Linked DNA regions of Mus musculus: all the other regions are linked to region 2. Evidence: chromatin contacts called from public promoter capture Hi-C data. All regions are on one chromosome and are shown on one strand. Each heading gives the region's core, a stretch centred on a gene start, on an enhancer-like site or on the middle of the called end of the contact. The rest is flanking DNA. Distances are from core to core; before and after follow the strand shown. Region 1 holds the start of Pwp2 (PWP2 periodic tryptophan protein homolog (yeast)). Region 2 holds the start of Ggt1 (gamma-glutamyltransferase 1). Region 3 holds the start of Pfkl (phosphofructokinase, liver, B-type).

The links. Promoter capture Hi-C pulls out the DNA fragments that hold promoters and counts their contacts.
Region 1: a promoter capture Hi-C map of liver shows a contact between it and region 2, with 4 times the contacts expected there. The contact joins the promoter of Pwp2 here to the promoter of Ggt1 in region 2. A contact is called at or near these places in 2 of 39 promoter capture datasets (both in liver).
Region 3: a contact with region 2 is called in a promoter capture Hi-C map of liver, with 4 times the contacts expected there. The contact joins the promoter of Pfkl here to the promoter of Ggt1 in region 2. A contact is called at or near these places in 2 of 39 promoter capture datasets (liver and neutrophils).

Annotation. Positions count from the first base shown.
Region 1 is chr10:78,183,800-78,187,667 of GRCm38.p6, forward strand. Pwp2 (PWP2 periodic tryptophan protein homolog (yeast)) reads right to left here and starts at 1,350. Exons shown (of 21, transcript NM_029546.2): 1 at 1,272-1,350; 2 at 259-371. The coding sequence starts at 1,289. Trappc10 (trafficking protein particle complex 10) reads right to left here. Exons shown (of 23, transcript NM_001081055.2): 23 at 1,623-3,868.
Region 2 is chr10:75,562,258-75,566,247 of GRCm38.p6, forward strand. It overlaps Ggt1 (gamma-glutamyltransferase 1), which reads left to right and starts at 1,875. Exons shown (of 15, transcript NM_001379537.1): 1 at 1,875-2,001; 2 at 2,564-2,648.
Region 3 is chr10:78,008,204-78,012,114 of GRCm38.p6, forward strand. It overlaps Pfkl (phosphofructokinase, liver, B-type), which reads right to left and starts at 1,604. Exons shown (of 22, transcript NM_008826.5): 1 at 1,396-1,604. The coding sequence starts at 1,480.

The DNA.
Region 1 (3,868 bases), core at 100-2,599, 2.6 Mb after region 2:
GCTCACCTTTTGAGATAACCTTCCTATCTGCCACCACCCCTACTTGCTAGCCAACAGCCAAAAGGCACATGACTTTTCCTTTCCCTTTAAGAGTAATGCTGGTGTTCTAGATACTAGAATGAAAAACGAGGACCTCAGCAGGCAACTCTACCATGACCTGTGTCCTCCTAAATCCAGTAGTCCTGCAAGCCACAAAGAGGATGGCTAGCCTTCACACGGAGGATAACGTCCCTGCTAACATTGTCTCCCCATACTTACTTCTTAAGGTCAAACACAGTGACTCTATTTCCCACGGGGCTGATAACAGAATTTCCATCATGTGTGAAATTTAAGTTTCCACACCGATAAACCGTACCCAACAAATTCGAGAACTGCAAAGGAAATGAATCAGTTTTAACACAGAGAACACAGCGTCAGCTCTCTGAAATGGTGATGAGAGGCATCTGGGCATAGGTAGTAAAGTACCTGACCATAGGTGTGTCCTGCCCCTGGGCAGAGGAGGAACCCAACTTAATTCTCAGGAGCCCAGGGTTCCCTTGAATGGTACTATACTCCCAAGACAGGAAGCATTTGCCAGGCACAGAAGGGCACAGGATCTCCATTCTAAGAGAAGCTGCTTCAGTGAACAGGGCTGCAGGAGATGCTCACCACGCCCACCGTGCTAAGTATCAGTGCCCCGGTGTATCCATTCAGTTATCAAAGGCAAGCATCTCCATCCAGCAGACACAGCTGGGTGTAGAGACCCGAGCCTTGTGTTCTATGTCCACATAGAAACGGCACATAGGCAATTGGACAGATGTCCAAACACTGCAAAGCCCAGCAGAGCAGTAGGGTAGTTGCTTACTGGGATTGCCTGGGCTAACTAAGGCAGGAGTCGATCTGGGGTGTAGGTGGGCAGCTATGCAACGAGATAACACCAGGCAGAGCTAGGCTCCTAAGAGGTATGATCAGCAGAGGAGCGCTGTCGAGACTGCTCCAAGAACTGGCGGCCCTGTAGAGAGCTGGGTGTTGCTTGAAGTTTGTTGTTAAGAGCCTTTCAGCAGCTATTGCTGTGTTGTCTGGCAAGAGGAGTTTGGACAGGGCTGGGTACAGCCCGAGACCTGTTGGGTAGGAGCCCGGAGCTCCTGGTATAAACCAGGAGCAATAGATTGCGATGGGTCGACCCACTAGTGCTTCCCACAGGCAGCCGAGATGACAACGACCTCGGTCTCTCCCGCGTCCTCGGAACCTTCCATCGCCCTCCCGTTGCCCCTGCCCGGCCCGCCGCTCACCCGGTAAGCGAATTTCATCCTGGAACCACACGTGGGGTACCGTACTGCAACCACTTCCGGAATACAAACAATCTCCGGCGCTTAAAACGCGCACTTCCGGGGCGGAGCCGCAACCCTAGTGTCCTGGGAAGCCCCGCCCGTCCCTCCCTCACCCCCACTCCCGCCACCACCCTGCCTCTACGCAGGCGCTGCGTAGCGGTGAACTAGCTGAGACCGCTAGGACGGTGGAGAATGGAGCTAAGTTCTAGGTCTCCATGCAGAGCCCAGTCCGGAGCTGAGAAAGCGAGCAAATCGTCACACACTCGCCTGTAACCGTGCAAAACAAAAACAAAAACCCAAGTTCAAACGGAGTTTCTTCTTAAAACGTGTATTTTTAGAATTTTAATGCTTACACTTTAAACGATCTTAGTACAGCGGCCTTACTCTGACATTATGTTACAGAACACTGTGAAAATGGAACCAACGCCTGCAGTGTCAAGGTGCGGCCGTCACCTTTCCTAGACCCCATCCCAGAGAACAAGAGCTGCCAACTCTCTTACAGAGAAAGGTGTCTTCATGAGAAATAACAGAACTACCAACATTTTAGATCTCCCCTTTGTTTTATTCTTAATATATATAATTAGAAAACCGTAGAGAACTCAGAAATATGAAACTCAGGGGGTGGGCGGTGAACTCAAGAGCCAGACTCCACTCTAAAGGACTACACACGGATGCGGGAGGCTAGCAGTGCCGGGTGGAAGCTTTTCTGCCAGGATCAAGTCTCAAAGACCTCCCCACACATGGACTTGACATCTGCAGGCCAACTGTCAAAGGTTTACCGAAAACAGAGTTCAGAGGGCTGTAGACATTCAGTAAGTACCAAGTTCTAATTTGCATACCCAGCTCCCCAAGTTTATTAGTTTTAAACTGCACATAAAATAGGTTTTCAGAGGGTTTTAAATAAATGTTTGTTTTTTTTTTGTTTTTTTTTTTTTTAAGGTTTATGTGAGTACACTGCCACTGTCTTCAGACACACTAGAAGAGGGCATCAGATCCCATTACATATGGTTATGAGCCACCATGTGGTTGCTGGGATTTGAACTCAGGACCTCTGGTAGAGCAGCCAATGCTCTTAACCACTGAGCCATCTCTCCAGCCCCAGTGTTTATTTTCTTTAAGCATTCCTCCAATTCCTGCAAATGAAAACCACTTGGTGGTGGTGTGTTGTGGGCGTCGTACTATCCTTTATTTACTGGCTGAGTTAAAAGCAAATACCCTGGGGCTGGAGAGATGGCTTAGCAGTTAAGAGCACTGAGTACTCTTCTGAAGGTCCTGAGTTCAAATCCCAGCAACCACATGGTGGCTCACAACCATCCGTAATGGGATCTGATGCCCTCTTCTGGAGTGTCTGAAGACAGCGACAGTGTACTTACATATAATAAATAAACAAATCTTAAAAAAAAAAAAAAGCAAATACACTGAATACTGAAAGTGTTGGCTTGGTTCTCCTGGTTCTCTCTGTGCCCCTGACTCTGGGCCCAAACATGGTCCCCAGGGGGCAGCGACTCCTGAAGAGGGCTCCCTCCTCTCCCAGCTTTCTACCTCAGGTCCCACTCACAGACACCACGCCAATAAGCCCAGAGCACTCTATCTCCTATATACAAAAATACATCACTTTGGAGGACTGAGAACGTTTAATACATACAGCATCTATTTACAATCTATGACTTCCACACCAGTAAAAACAAACACACATTTATTTTGTCCTTGATTTTTGGTGCAACTTATACACAAACATTACATCAGTTAGTCTGTACTCTTAAAAATAATAAATCAACAATATGTACAATCAAATTTACAACCAAAAGTAAATGAACCCGTTGGTGCGGTATGACTGCAACCCAGTGGCCCAGCTGAGGTCCTCCAGGCCCTGAGTCCTTTACGACTGATCAGAGCACAAGAGAGGCCCCTCTCATCTTCACTCCAGATGGAGCATCTTCAGTTCCAAGACTTAAGGTGCAAAAGATGTCGATTATACAGCTACAATACATGAGCAGACTTTAAAGTGAGAGAAAACATTTTACCCCCACATCCAACAATTATAATAAATATAGATTTAATTCCAAGTGCATATGTTATTCAATCAACATTAGGGGAGTCGGGGATCCAGAACTTTTAGCCTAAGCCATCTCCACACCACACTTCCCTCCTCTCTGGTCTTCTCTGCAGTACCTTTCACGTGGCTTCTACAGATGGATCTTGTGATCTGCTGGGCATCCCAAGGCACAGAAGGGGTTATGTTCCCTCCCACCCCACCCCACGGCCCCAAAGCTGTTACTATAAAACCATAACCAGGGGCTCTGGCGTGTAGGACAGTGTTTTATCCCAGGAGGCCCACAGTTGCCCAGGGACTGGGCTTTGTGAGAAGGGCACACAGTGCCATAAGAGGACTGCAGTCTGCTGAAGATCCACCTTAAAGAAACCATGGCGGTGTATGGAAAGCCACTAGGAGAGGGCTGTGAGAAGAGACCAGACCCTCTTGGGAGGGTCTGAGGAGTTGGGGATACCAGCACGGGGCACAGGGCCAGGGATAAAAAAAATGAAAACAAATCCTGTGT
Region 2 (3,990 bases), core at 625-3,124:
AGAATACTATATACATGGGAGGCAGGGAGTATGAGAGGGAGGATGTCCTCAGACTTCAGGTCTTGGTGGGGACATATAAGGCCCCACGTGGGAACTGTTTGTGGATAAGTTATGGGCAGCAGTTATAGCTCAGTTGTTCTGAGACCTTCACTACTCGTGAGGTAACCCATCAGGCGTGGAGAGGAAGCCAAGATATGAGTGCCTGGCAAGTATGGTGGAAGGCTACATACAGAAGGGTATGGAACTGAACCAGCTCCACCATTGGTCTCTTTCACACAGTCAGAAAGCCCAAACTCAAACCAACTCAAGGCTGTTAATTCGGCCAGGTCATCTGTAATCAGGTCATCTCCAGCTTCCTGGTAATCGTGACTAGGACTCAGTCTCTGTTGTTTGTTGTTCCTTGTTTGTTTGTTTGTTTGTTTGTTTGGGATAGTCTCACATAGCCTAGGCTGGTTTCAGTTACTTAGCTGGTAATGACCTTGAACTCCTGATCTTCCTCTATCTACTTCCAAAGTAGATTTGACCTGCCACGCCCAGCCACCGAATGGTTTTGAAACCTTCTCTGGGAGGAAGGAGGCAGATAGATCCTCCGTGGAGACCATTTCCCTGAGCTTACTCTGTCAGGAATGGGTCTTCTGCCTGCAGACGGAGTTTCCCCAGAAGGAAAGGCGGCAAGAGGCTTTCCGTTCCCTGTGTTGCTCTTGGCCGAGTGTGTAGCCATAGACAAAGTAGGGTCCTGTGATGGTTTCAACCTGGCGCCCCAAGTTCAATGGCTTAAAACAGCAAGTCCCGGTTATTGGGAGCCTGAAATCTAATGTAAGCAGAGCCGTGCTCCCCACCTCTCCCCCACTGCCCCCAGGACTATGGGGCCATATCCTTCCTTGCCTCCCCTCCTTCTGAGCTTCCTGGCAATCCTTGAGGCTGTTTGGCTTGTACTTGTGTCGCGCTGACCTCAGCTTCCTACTCCACATGGCTGTCTTCCCTGTGCGACTACCCAACCGGCCATCTTGTAAGACCACTAATTACTGTATTTAGGGCCTACCCTAATCCAGTATGATCTCATCCGAACTAATTACCTTGTGAAGACTCTGTTTCTAAATAAGGTCACACTCTGAGCTCTCCCTAGTGGGCATGAACTTGGTGGAAGGGGGAAAAAAAAACAAGACACCACAGAAGCCTCTGAAACCCTCGGTTTCCTTGTCTGTAAAATGGCGATGGCATTATAGGATTAGAGACTGGCATAGCATAGTGTTGCATAAGTGCGCCTTTATTCTTTAACGTGATTAATCTTCTGTGACATTTTTCTTCTCCTATCAGTGCTGATATTTGAGTCCAGGATCTTTGGCATGCTTGGCGATCGTTCTACCTTTGGGCCACACCTAGCCCCTCTTTCTTACTTTACAGTGAGCCTAACCATTCACTCCTCAGCATCGATCCATTCAGGACTGGGCACTGTGCATGCAGCCTAGACTTCCTCAGAATTGGGAGCCAAGAAAGATTTTGGGAGGTGTCATAAGTTAGCGGAGTCTGAAGGAAGACGACTTTAGCCTGTAAAATGTCCTGGCAGGAGCATTGAGGGCAGAGAAAGGGCAGGGGCAGGCACCAGCAAGGCAAGAATTTCTCTGCAGGGCAAATGGGGGCCTTTGAAGGGTTTTCCAGCGGGAGAGGAAAATGTTCCATTAAGGTAACAGCAGCCTTGCAAACCACTGGTGAGCAAGCGTCACCAGGTGATAGGAGTGGTGGGGGAGGGTACTAGGTGTGGCTTGGAGGAGGTCACAGATAACACCAATTGGAAGGGACCAGTGAAGAGGCAGGGGGTGGCTTCTGAAGGGCTGGACTCTGGCTTCTGTGGCTGGTAGAGGTTTGTGGAAGGTAGTTGCTTAGCTCAGGTTAGGACTTGTTGACCTTGGGCATCTGACACAGCGGGTGGCTCAGACTTGGACTCTATGTGCAATGTGATATAGCTCAGCATGGAAGATGTAAAGAGGAAGGGAGCTCTGGGTAAGCTGAGGACGGAGTGTAGGGAAATTGTTGGGCGGTTTAGGTACCAATTAAGTCGCAGGGAGGTTGTGGGTGGACAGGTGTGCTTGCTTGCCTTGTGGTCCAGGAGGCTGTGAGACACAAGTGAGTTAGTTGGCTTTCCTGCAGACTGTGGCATGTGATGGTAGGGGCGGGAGTGAGGAGACCAGGACATGGGTAAGACAGGGCTTCCCTCCCAGCCCCCCCTAGAGATGCCAGACAGCACAGATAATTACCAGGTGATACAATAAATGCCACCTGAGAAGGGGGGCGGGCAGGAAGGGGGGCAGAAGTGACTGCAGAGCTGGGAGTCAGAGCCAGGCTAACACTGAGGCTTTGAAGAGCTCTGGAGCCTTCTGAAGTCTGTCTGTTTCATCCAGTCCTCAAGCTCCCTTGATCCTCTCTGGAGAGGAAACCAAGGCCAGAAAGGGAAGGTTTCCCAGGTCCCCAGCTCTCAGGGAGGTCAGGCATGAAACCGGGAGCTATGGGGTGCACATTTCTGTTATTCTGCTGATGAATTCTGGAGTTGGACTTCACTCACCAGATGCTGAATGCTCCCAGGAATTAACAAGCTGACCATCCCGGAGGCCCACGCGCTTGGCTAAGTACAGGCTCCACTCACACCAAAGGCGAGTACTGGGATGGGGTGAACGGGCAGCACCAAAAAGCCAGGCTTGCGGGGGGGGGGGGCAGAAGGCAGAAAATCTGACCTTGCTGTGGTGTGGTCATTCAGAGAGTACTTCCTCAACACCGTTGGGTAACAGTGGCCCATTTACGGATTCTTCTGTCTGGTCATTGTGGTCTATGTGTGGTCAGGCACTCTATGCAGGTAGTCACAGGGCATGGGTGTCCCCTGCATCTGTGATCTGTGGCCTGGGATGATTAGAAGGGTCTGAGACCAGACCCATCCAAAATGAGCCGAAGGAGTCACAAGCTGGGGCTCGACGCTAGGGGAGAACTTGCCAGCTGCTTTTAGAGATGAAGAACTCCCCCCAAGGGTGGACTTTTCTAGGGTGTTGGAAAATCAGAGGGAAGGTTGAGAATCTGTGATCCTCACGTTCATTAAGCTGTTGTGACTTTGGATTTGAAGTCAGTTTCATCCCACCAGTTTACCAGGGGAGTCTCAGGGTTGCTGGCTTTCAGGGTGGGGAGGGAGATCCTGTCCCAAGAGAACCGGAGTGTGGGGAGGGAAGGACCCACCCATCTCAATTACTTGAACTGACTTCTGAGGTTTAGACTATCGACCTCAGCTGTGAACCTTACCCACTGGGGGTTCAAGCCCTGCCCAGAGCTTCCTGACATTCAGGTAAGTCAGTACTACCATGGGGTGTGGTTGGACTGTACGAAGAGAGTTTCAGGAAGTGGTTGGCTGAACCCCTCCCCAACCCACTAAGCTGCAACCCTCCAGCATTTGGTTTCCGGTACTGACAGCTCAAGTCTGGCTTTACTAGGACCGGGTTTTCTAAGATGGAGTGCGGGAAGATAAGCCCTTTGAAACAGGAAGTGCCTTGGGGACCACTGTGAACCCACTTCTCTGCAGGGGAGCTGGAGTAATTCCCCAAGCCACCCCCTAAATGTGTTCCTAAGTCTCCTGCCTGGCCAAGGTCCCCCCAGGGCATGAACTCCTAAAAGAGGAGTGACCTTAAGATGAAAGGAGCAGGTGGTGTAGCCCCGCCCTAGGCCACACTGTCCAGCAAAAGCTCTTGCAGAAATTAAACACACAGAGAGCCCCCGCTGGGCCAGTGTCCACACCAACACCCCTTCTCACAGCTGCCCTCTGCCCAGTTCCCCAGAGCAAACCAAGGAGCAAAGAGACACCCGCAAGGGTCTTAATGAGCAAGCCGGGGTTAATGGGTTACCCAGCATGGTGATATATTCACCAGCCTCACAGGGTTCTCAAAGTCCAGACTAGCCGAACTTTCAAGGTCTAGGCACGTAGGCTTTTCCAGCCCTGACACCTTAAGAGTTCAA
Region 3 (3,911 bases), core at 354-2,853, 2.4 Mb after region 2:
CAAATGTCTGTCACCCTGGTGGCCCTGGCCTGGCAGCTGCCTCTCACAGAAGGCAGCAGAAGTCCTCGCGCAGAGACCACTCAATATTACCATCCCTCAGACACTGGGGCCTCCCTTGCTCAGACAGGAGCCTGAGGTGGATAGCCTATCTATGCCTGCCAGAGGCAGGAGCCCTACAAATGGGACTCAGGACTCTGCTGGCCTCACTGAAATGCCTATCTAATGGGTGATGTGGGCCTAGTCAGGGCCTCTCTTGTGGTCCACTACCATGGGTGATTCTTCCACAGGTCCCCGGCCCAGTCTCAGTGACAGCACTGGGATGTACAAGCTGAAACAGCCCTGAAAAAGGGTATGCTGACTGCCAGCCTAGACCAGGCCCAGGGGACCCAACAGAGATTTGAGATTTCCAGCATTATGGGAGTCAGAGTGACATTTTTTCCTGCCTTCCTGGACTTGCAATCATGCTTGTAAGATGTATCTATCCTGTGTTGTTCCTACCGATCTCTTAGGTAAGGGCTGGGCAGTCAGGAACCCCGCTTAGGAGCATGTGTGTCTGTATTTCCTGAAATGTTTGGAAGGAAATGGCGAAGCTCAACTGCAGTGCTCAGGGAAGCCAAGCCCCTTGAAGCTCCACGTGTCTTCCTCAGCCCCCAACTGGGTAGTATTTCTTTTCAGCCGGACCCAACTAGAGCCACAGACTTCGCACATCAGCAGTCAGCCTGGAACCAGGCCACCAAGAGAGGGGCTGAGAAGAGGGCAGATCCTCCCAAGCCCAGACTTTTCCCTAGCCTTACCAGGCCGAGAAGAGGCTGTGCACCCTCAACTATTAGCCCTGTGGTGCTTGCCCTGTTACACCGGTAAAAAAATACCCCCGCTCCACGCCCTCTGTTCTCCACTTAAGTCTCCATCCAAGGGACAGGAAGCAGCCCAGGCAAAGGCGTGTGGGCAAGCCTGCCTCAGTCTCACCCCATCCCAGTACAGAGAAGGTAGGAATCACAGGCTGCACGGGGGAGGGTACAGGGTCCCTGATCCTTTCAAATTCCGGCCTGTGAAACTTGGCCGGCTGTGCTTCTCTTAGAGGTCCTGACACGTGTGGCCTAGAAAGGAATAGCCCGGTGCCCTAAGTCTGCGTGCTGCGCGGACACACCCCCAAACCGGGCGGACCTAGGCAGCGCGAGGGCGGGGCGTGCCAAGGCCCGTGGCCTGCAGCACGTACGCCAGCTACCCGGGGCGGAGCTTGGGGACAGGGACCTGAAGCCACGGTGCTCCACAGGAGATTGGCTGGCCAAGTACACCCCAGATCCCTAGGCGAGGGGCAGTGGACAAGCCCGAAGGGTTCCGAGGACAGGCAGAAACCCCAGATCCATCCCTAAACACGCCCCCGCGTCCCATCACCTTGCGCATCACCGCCGCTGGTCAGCACTCCAATGGCCTTGCCAGCCCCCGACATCCGCAGTTTCTCCAGGTCCACGGTAGCCATGGCGGCAGCGGAGACCAGGAGCCCAAGCTCCTCTCCCGCCGCTCTGCGTTCCGCGCCGCTGTCGCCTGTCCCCGCCCCGTGCGCCTGCCTGTGTACCCGGTTTGTCCCGCCCCGCCCCGGCTCCGCCCCCAGTATAACGTTTGACTGACAGGCTCGGGGACCTGGTCGCCCCTCTAGTGGCTGCTGGAGAAGGTAGCTGCGCTAAGAAAGGCGGAGCGCACGCCAGTCTACAAATGTCTGCGCAGCGGTTCCGGAACCCTGGTTCCCCAGGCCCGCCACCGAACTCCCCAGGTACCCAGCAGCTAGGATCAACGTCCTCACCAAATGAAGTTCACAACCTGAGCCTGACTGAAGTTTCTGGGCAAGTGGAGTTCATGCTACAGCAAGCTGATTTTACATCTGTCCAGGCGCTGTTAAAGGAAACCTGTAGCCAAGTCTCACGGGCATTTTAAATCCCACTTGGCCAGCATCCGGGGATGCAGGTGTGGCTTGGGTGAGAATTCCTAAGCCGCTCCTTGAGTTGATTTAGGCTTGCAACAGTCTCCTTCGAGCCGAAGTTAAAAAAAAAAAGGAAAAGGAAAAAAGCCAAACAAACAAAAAAAGGAGAAAGAAAGAAAGAAAGAAAGAAAGAAAGAAAGAAAGAAAGAAAGAAAGAAAGAAGGAAAGAGAGAGAGAAAGAAAGAAAGAAAGAAAGAAAGAGAGAAAGAAAAAGAGAAAGAAAGAAAGGGAGAAAGGGAGAAAGAGAGCAAAAGAAAACATAGGAAAGCTGCAGTTGTATCTGAGACGATAGCCACGATTCGTCCCATCGCGACTGCTGAATGTAGTTGGGGATTTGGAAAGAGAAACACTTAGCGTAGCATTTTTACTTCAGGGTGATTTGCTAAACCTGCCGCTTCTCTCAACTCTCACAGCTCCTGGTTCAGGCGAGTGGCCTTTGCCTGAGCACAAAGTGGGGAACCAGCCCCTCAGGATTGGTTAGAGGGATTCGAAGCTGGTGGAGCAATGGTCAGATCCAGGACTCTCAAGGAAAGCTACCCACAGTCCAGAGCGCTGGATCTGGGCTGCCATGGTAGGGCTGTCCTGCAGAGATGAGGGTACCCCATCTGACCCTGACAGTTTGTTGATTTTTGCCTGGTTTTGCTAAATTCTTTAAGAGCTATTTTTATTGTCTGGCAGTGGTGACACACGCTTTTAATCCCAGCATTCAGGAAGCAGAGACAGGCAGATCTTTGAAGGTCAGTTTGGTCGATAGAGCAAATTTCAGGACAGCCAAGGCTATACAAAGAAACCAAGAACAGGGATAAAAGGAATAAAGGAAAGAAGGAAGGGGCGGTCCGTTTAACTCAAATTCTAAGAACATAACAGGGCTTTTGTTGGTGGGGAGTGGGGAGGTGTTTTGGCTGGAGATATGGCTCAGAGGTTAAGAGCACTGGCTGCTTTTCCAGAAGTCCTGAGTTCTAGTCCTGACAACCACATGGTAGCTCACAATCATCTGTAATGGGATCTGGTGCCCTCTTCGGGTCTGTAGGCATACATACAGGCAGGCCATACACACAGTATACATAATAAATAAACCTAAAGAAAAAAAAGAAAAAATGTTTTACTGGATTGTAGGGGGGTTATAACTCCTGCATAAAAGGTTATAAGAGGGCTGATGAGATGGCTCAGTGGGTAAGAGCACCCGACTGCTCTTCCGAAGGTCCGAAGTTCAAATCCCAGCAACCACATAGTGGCTCACAACCACCCGTAATGAGATCTGATGCCCTCTTCTGGTGTGTCTGAGGACAGCTACAGTGTACTGACATATAATAAATAAGTAAATCTTTTTTTAAAAAAAAAAGGTTAGGAGAGAAAAACTTGCTGTAAACTCAAGTTTCAAAGTAGTTTATAGAAAATACTAGCTGGGCATGGTGGCACACGCTTTTAATCCCAGCACTCAGGAGGCAGAGGCAGACGGATTTCTGAGTTCAAGGCCAGCCTGGTCTACAAAATGAGTTCCAGGACAGCAAGGGCTATACAGAGAAACACTGTCTCAAAAAACCAAAAAAAAAAAAAAAAAAAAAAAAAAAAAAAAAGAAAAGAAAAGAAAAGAAAAGAAAATACTAATGTCTAATGTGGCTTACAATGGACTAGAAACATCAAAAAAGGAGCATAAAAGCTATATACTGGCTATAGAGCCCTCACAAGTAGCCGCTGCACCAACATTTTTGATCATCATTTTCCTGTCATCTTAGCACCTATGTGTATATACATGTGTGCCCTTCTGGATTCTGTTTGTTTGTTCTTTTTAAAAAAAAAAACTTATTTAATTTATATGAGCATACTGTAGCTGTCTTCAGACACACAAGAAGAGGGCATCAGATCTCATTACAGATGGTTGTGAGCCACCATGTGGTTGCTAGGAATTGAACTCAGGACCTCTGGAAGAGCA